2 separate regions of the Bombyx mori genome follow, and region 2 is linked to region 1. Evidence: chromatin contacts called from public Hi-C data. All regions are on one chromosome and are shown on one strand. Each heading gives the region's core, a stretch centred on a gene start, on an enhancer-like site or on the middle of the called end of the contact. The rest is flanking DNA. Distances are from core to core; before and after follow the strand shown. Region 1 overlaps LOC101742408 (diacylglycerol lipase-beta). Region 2 overlaps LOC101742408 (diacylglycerol lipase-beta).

Evidence for each region. A called contact is a pair of places that touch in the nucleus more often than the background predicts.
Region 2: a Hi-C map of middle silk gland shows a contact between it and region 1, with 2.4 times the contacts expected there. The contact joins two enhancer-like sites. A contact is called at or near these places in 4 of 7 Hi-C or Micro-C datasets (middle silk gland and whole pupa).

Annotation. Positions count from the first base shown.
Region 1 is chr10:6,820,369-6,823,621 of ASM3026992v2, forward strand. It overlaps LOC101742408 (diacylglycerol lipase-beta), which reads right to left. Exons shown (of 14, transcript XM_038013213.2): 5 at 2,622-2,843. Among protein-coding and RNA genes, the nearest start is that of LOC101742270, 35 kb to the left of the region's middle. Within about 2 kb of position 1,258, at least 1 of the 8 cell types and tissues checked has open chromatin away from gene starts, as enhancers often do.
Region 2 is chr10:6,868,710-6,871,914 of ASM3026992v2, forward strand. All of the region lies in intron 1 of LOC101742408 (diacylglycerol lipase-beta), which reads right to left. Among protein-coding and RNA genes, the nearest start is that of LOC134199502, 4.3 kb to the right of the region's middle. Within about 2 kb of position 1,727, at least 1 of the 8 cell types and tissues checked has open chromatin away from gene starts, as enhancers often do.

The sequences.
Region 1 (3,253 bases), core at 8-2,507:
CTGAAAAATCAAACAATAACTTCCAGTAAACTATTGTATCGAGTCGTTTTTTTATACACTAGATTAGTTGTACGAGTTCGCGACCCCGTGTCACCTTGAAAGGTGACGTTAAAGTCTCAACTCTATTGTGGACGACTCTAATGGCTATCCTACCTTTCAAACTGGAATTTATGATATCCGGGGCAAAAATAGGCCGTACGGTCATGGCACGAAAATACGTCCTACGACGATTATGTACGTATTATGTACGAAATACGTACTTAATAAATATTCACGATTGACTTCGACGGTGAAGGAATAGCATTGTGTAGTAAAAATCAAATCCGCAAAATTATAATTTGCGTAACTACTGGTGGTAGGACCTCTTGTGAGTTCGCACGGGTAGGTACCACCACTCCGCCTATTTCTGCCGTGAAGCAGTATTGCGTTTCGGTTTGAAGGGTGGGGCAGCCGTTGTAATAACGCTGAAACCTTAGAACTTACATCTCAAGGTAGGTGGCGGGATTTATGTTGTAGATGTCTATGGGCTTTGGTAATCACTTAACACCAGGTGGGCCGTGAGTTCGTCCAACCACGTAAGCAATTTCAAAAAAATTTACACTATGTACAAAAAACAATATCAAATCTTCGCAAGCGGCATTCTGTCAAGACCACAAAAGTTCCATAGAACTAGTTTTGATTATTTTCCCCCCTATAAATATGCAAATAAGCAATATTTTTGTTTATGACTCAATTGTGATAGTTAATTTATTAGCTAATTCTTTAAGCGTAATAATGACTTCTTTTAATATAATTTTATTCAAAATAATTTGGATTTAATATTGAATTAAACTATTGAACTTAATACGAACTACGATCTATAGGTACATGAGTGTCGTTCTAAGATAATTTACGTTTTTCGTAAAAACGAGATTGTCGATAAGTTTTAAAATCAGCTTAGTAAACTGTGTCACGGCCGTATAAATGATATGCTATGACTCATCTGTTTTATTTATATCGTGTCAAAGTTCAACGCGTATCGTTATCGTAAATACAACCTTTTGTAATTAATAAAATAGTCTTATGATTTTTCTTATGTGATAAGAACAAGTTTGTCCAGTTCCCCAATGCCAACTATTGACAAACGTGCTAAAACCGGGATTAAATCGCCGGCAACGTGGAACTTACAACTGGAAGAATACAAGAACAACACAGCAACACACACAAAAAAAAAAAGACAAAACGTATATTGCAACGTTTTCTAAAATAGGTACTCTTATTGTCTTTTCAAAGGCTTTACCTAAATTCTATGTAAATACATATAACCCTTTTGCTAGTGTCTGCTGTTTTAGAAATGTCCCTTCATACTATCATGAAAGCCATTGCTTTATCGAGCAAAGTTTATGCTGAATTTATTTAATGGCCTACACGCATTTACTTTTAGCCTGAGCGCATTGTAATCCTCGTAAAATAAATTCAAGGCCCAACTTTTACCATAAAACCAATGTATCCGTAGGTACTGATTTGGTTCGAGATAATACTTACTACTGTGCAAAACATGTTGTTTGCTAGGTTCATTGTGCTTTCATAAATTAAGTTAAAAGGTAGGTACGAATAATGTGGCTTGGAATCCATTATGGTTAAAATTCATAAAAAAAATCGATAATTTATCCAACTAATCTCAATATGTAATCTAAATTTAACTTATCGTGCATTTATTTTCCTGTAAATTTATTTAGGGGAGAGCATAATATTAAGCTCGAAATATAATCGTCAGTTATAAGCGTTATAAGCAACAATACGCTAATAATATTGAATAACAATCAAGAGGCAGGTAAATTTTACATTAGACCGTGGGCAATGGATTTAGTTTAAAAAAATCAATCTCAGTTCACCAATTTATACGTTCACTAAATAATTACTTATAGATATATTATAAGCTATTATATATGTATCTACATTTGACTGACATAGCCAAAGTGATTGCTCGGAATGAGTGGAAGTGGGCCGCCACATATGCCGTCGCACTGACAATCGGTAGGGCATAAAAGTATTGGAGTGGAGACCTCGTACTGGACGTCGTAACTTAGGCAGACAGCCAACGAAGTGGACCGATGACCTGGTCAAAGTAGTTGATAGAGACTGGATGAGAAAGGCAAGAGACCGAAGAGAATGGGGTGCATTCGAAGAGACCTACACTCAGCATTGGGTGGACACGGGTTGAAGAAGAAGAAGAAGAAGAGATATTATAAGCAAACTTTTTTTGTATGATTGAAGGATTACTGGTGGGCCAGAGACCTTTCCAATTTCACCAGGACAGGTGGGCGAGCGAAGGCTCAGCCAGGAAGGGTGGGATTTGCTAACAGCTGCCCGAGCGCCTCTGAAGGAGACCTAAAAACTCAAGAGCAGCTGCTTCGTGACTGAATCTACTACCGGATCGGAATCGCGACCCGCTGAGAAGATCCGGCGAGAAACTCAGCGCGCTGAGGCATGGGTTAGGTTAGGTTGCACGTCGACCTCTTTGACGGTCGATCGACGTGTACGGTTACCGGGGTCCCTAGGCCTGCTCCTAGTATTAGAGCTGAAGGCGTCTAATGCAAAGGTAATTAGATCTGATGGATCCGTAAGGACGATAAGCAAACCTGCAACTTGTTGAAATGCTTCCTTCCCATGTTCGTCTCTCTTCAGCCAACAAAACGCCCATCTGAACCTCCGAGACCAAAGACCGGTGACTTTCCTATGATGGCGCACTTGGTTGGGTGTGTCCTGCATATCTCCATAGTTAACTGAACCCAAGGGATCGAACACCATGAAAAGCCCAAACACTGTCAGTCCTAGTTGCACCCAATTGAATAATACTATACCTGCGAACAAAATAAAATCATATAAATATAAACTCCTATAAGTCATGAGTAAGTAAACTAAGTCGTTTACATCATATTTTATACCAGTTCTTTTTTGTTTTGTTTCCTTATGAATATTAATATGTCGACGCAAGTAAAATTTGTATATGAATTAAAATCTGCCACAAAATTTAATACAATTATCATTTATGTACGCTAGTACACAAATAGGTAACATAAAAAACCTATTTTATGTGATCATCGTCAATATTGTAGTCCACTGCTCAACATATTGTTCATATCCATATATAAATAAAGGTTCTTTTAAATCTTAAAAGTTCATTTTGATATTTCAAACCTCCATTGAAATTATTTAACCTTAAAAACTAAACAGCCTTTGTAACACAACAGATCGACGCGTATACAAAAAA
Region 2 (3,205 bases), core at 477-2,976, 49 kb after region 1:
AAGTATCAGCAATGACAGTATTAATATTCATCACAATCGGATGAATGCCTTAATGACGCATAAAGGATAATCACAAAAACATACACTCCTTTTTTTAGTTAAAAAAAAATCAAATTGTTTTACTTTGACAAACTCTAGTGAGGCTACTTGAATTATAACTCTAACTGGTCATTAGTTTATTACTTCTCATAATATTCATAAAGGTTTTAGTATTTTCTTAGGTTTTCGTGAGTACATACTACAAATAAACGGTAGTTGGCACATTACTCCAACGTCGACAAATAACATCTTAGTCATCAATGTCCACGAAAATTGTAAAGTAGTGCAAAAACCAGAAATAATAAAATGCCAATAATAAAAGGTAGATTAATCCGTAAAAATAGTTTTAATTAACACATTAGGTTATTTGAGTTTGTTTTCATTTAGTGCGAATCTCAGACGTGAAACATAGATTTCTATGCTTACAATTTAATCTTGCGTTATTATTAATTAGATTTAAAATTTTCGATGTTTCAAAAAATGGTTTTTGTGAAAACAATAAAGTGTGAAAGAAACAAAGTCCCTTTTTTGCAAAAGTAATCTTTATCTTATTTTGTTATTGTTTAAATTAAAACAAATTCACTCCAAAAGTCAATATAGAAAACCCAGTGTAGGTACAAGTAGTAAAAACATCGTCTCAAAATTGAGCCTCATTCGGAAATTACGAGTTCTAGCTCTGAGGACTGGAGCCGTGACCTGAATGTTTGATTACTATTAAACGTAAGCGCGGATGACTTTACTTTGATATTTGTCTAATTTACCTTGTACCGTCGTGACTATCCTTAGCGCAGTGAGCAAGAGAAAATGCAATATTCATATCGAGAGAAATTAATGATGGATACCCAAATTCTTTCGGTCGTCTAAGATTTGAATTGTATTTTTTTAGATTACAGATTATATGAAGGGTTTCACAAAAAGAACGGTATCATGGTATTTTATTTTTTATTTTTTTATTGCTTAGGTGGGTGGACGAGCTCACAGCCCACCTGGTGTTAAGTGGTTACTGGAGCCCATTGACATCTAGAACCGTAAATGCGAAACCCACCTTGAGATATAAGTTCTAAGTTCTCAGTATAGTTACACGGCTGCCCCACGCTTCAAACCGAAACGCATAACTGCTTCACGGCAGAAATAGGCATATAGAAATAGGCATATAGAAATAGGCAAATAGGAATATAGTGACACCTACTAATACGTTTATAGAGGAGATCGTATTCCTTCAAAATTCCATCAAATTCTGTCTATTCAGCCGCAAAGCGAATGCGTTCTGGTAGGGTAAGTATATTATTTATTTTTGTAAACACGTATAAGAAGTTCACGTCTTACCTACTTACTATAAAGTTGATAGTGGATTCAATAGCATCACACCGTGACTTACGTAATCCATCTAGAAAAACTATGGCGACATCTCGATGGCTTTGCATGACAGCTGTCCGATCCTTTAAACTAGAACGCATGATGGCGTTCTTTCTACATGGTCAATAATATATTATGTAGAAAACACCTTTACGAGCTCATCTGCGTAATTACGGCAAACAAACCAATAACAATACAGCACCGTTTTTATTTATATTTTTAAGCAATTAACCCTAATATATAAAAAAAGATTGTGCTCACGTCTGCTGTATCATCAATCTAAACAATGTACTTACTATATAAGTGTCTTGTCGATGTAGTGATTTCAAGTAATTGAACTCGCACGAGTGCGCGTGTACCGAATACTGATGACAGTTGATTAATATAAAGTAGCATTGTAAAGCGGTTCGATTTGTTTATTCGTAAGTTTGGGGTCATTTTTTTTTTTTTGATTGACTCAATTGATTCTGACGATGAATTCGTTTTGTGTGGTAGGTATATTAGTAACGCGTTGCTCATGTGCTATATTTTTTGTTGAAATATTTGCTTGATCAATAAAATTTTATTGACAAAAGTATGGGTTTAAGGAAATCTTTCTTGAAGGCGAAACGGCACTGATAGTTATGTCAATGTTAACATTAAAAGAATATTTTTGATAGTTTATCTTACTAGTTTCTGTGTCATATGAAGCAAAGGCAAGTGGATACCGCGCGGTCATATGCTGTGTTAAGCTTCATGTAGTGCAAAATATATTGTTCAAATAGAAGATTACTGACTTTTGTCAGTCAAGTAAAAATAAATGTTTCTTTGCCTGTTTGCCATGCTTGCGTTCTCAACCCATATATTAGATTGAGTCGAAGCTTGGAACAGTTATTATTGGCGTATCAAAAAAGGTTTTTGACATAGTATCATTAACGTATGATAAGTGACGCGCGTATGTGTATGAAAGTACACGTTAATATGAGCAGGGGGCATCCTAAAAAGATTTGAATAGACTATTTGAAAGAGGACATCCAAGAGAAAGTTGTGAGTGCAAAGATGACGTATGATAGGCCTAAGAGATAGAAAAGAGAACATGTTGCGCCGACTTCTTAAAGTAGAATAAGGGCAAGAATAAAAAGAAGAAGAAGTGTGTAGTTTAAGTAAATGCGAAAATGTCATACATTTAATGAGAGTCACTCTGAGTCACAGCGGAACGTGACCGGCGCTTTATAAGCCTCAATTGAATGTTTGAGTTGTTTCCTGAATGTCAGGACTCACTAACATTTACCACACTACCTGTCTTAAGCCGAATAAAATATAATTCGCAAAAAATATAAGCTCATTCACACGTCGATGTAATAAAATAAAATAAAAATGAATAGAAACTATTATATGTATAAATTATATGAAGTTCAAGACAAATGTTAACAACTTTATGCGTTTTAGAATGTACGTATATCTTATTCCTCTGATATTTACTAATTAAGTTATCTTTATTCCCTTCAATTTGTGTTTGCCTGAATACTAACAATATTCGTGGTATATGAACTTCAAAATTTGTAATGGATAAGAGAGAAAAAAATATGATTAAAAAATATATTCTGTGCTCGAAACCAAATATTGTCGCACCGAAATATCTTAAGATTAAACAAACACCCTTGAGTTATTCGAGCAAAATAAATTTGCTGTCCGAGACTAGAGAGAGAATATTATTTTAACGAAACTTCTAGAGCCTTACAGCTTGAGATGATTTTCAATGTAACTCAAATGGAAGAAGTTAATGGTTTTTTAACGAACAAGGATTTAGAAAAAAAAAAAATTTTTTCAG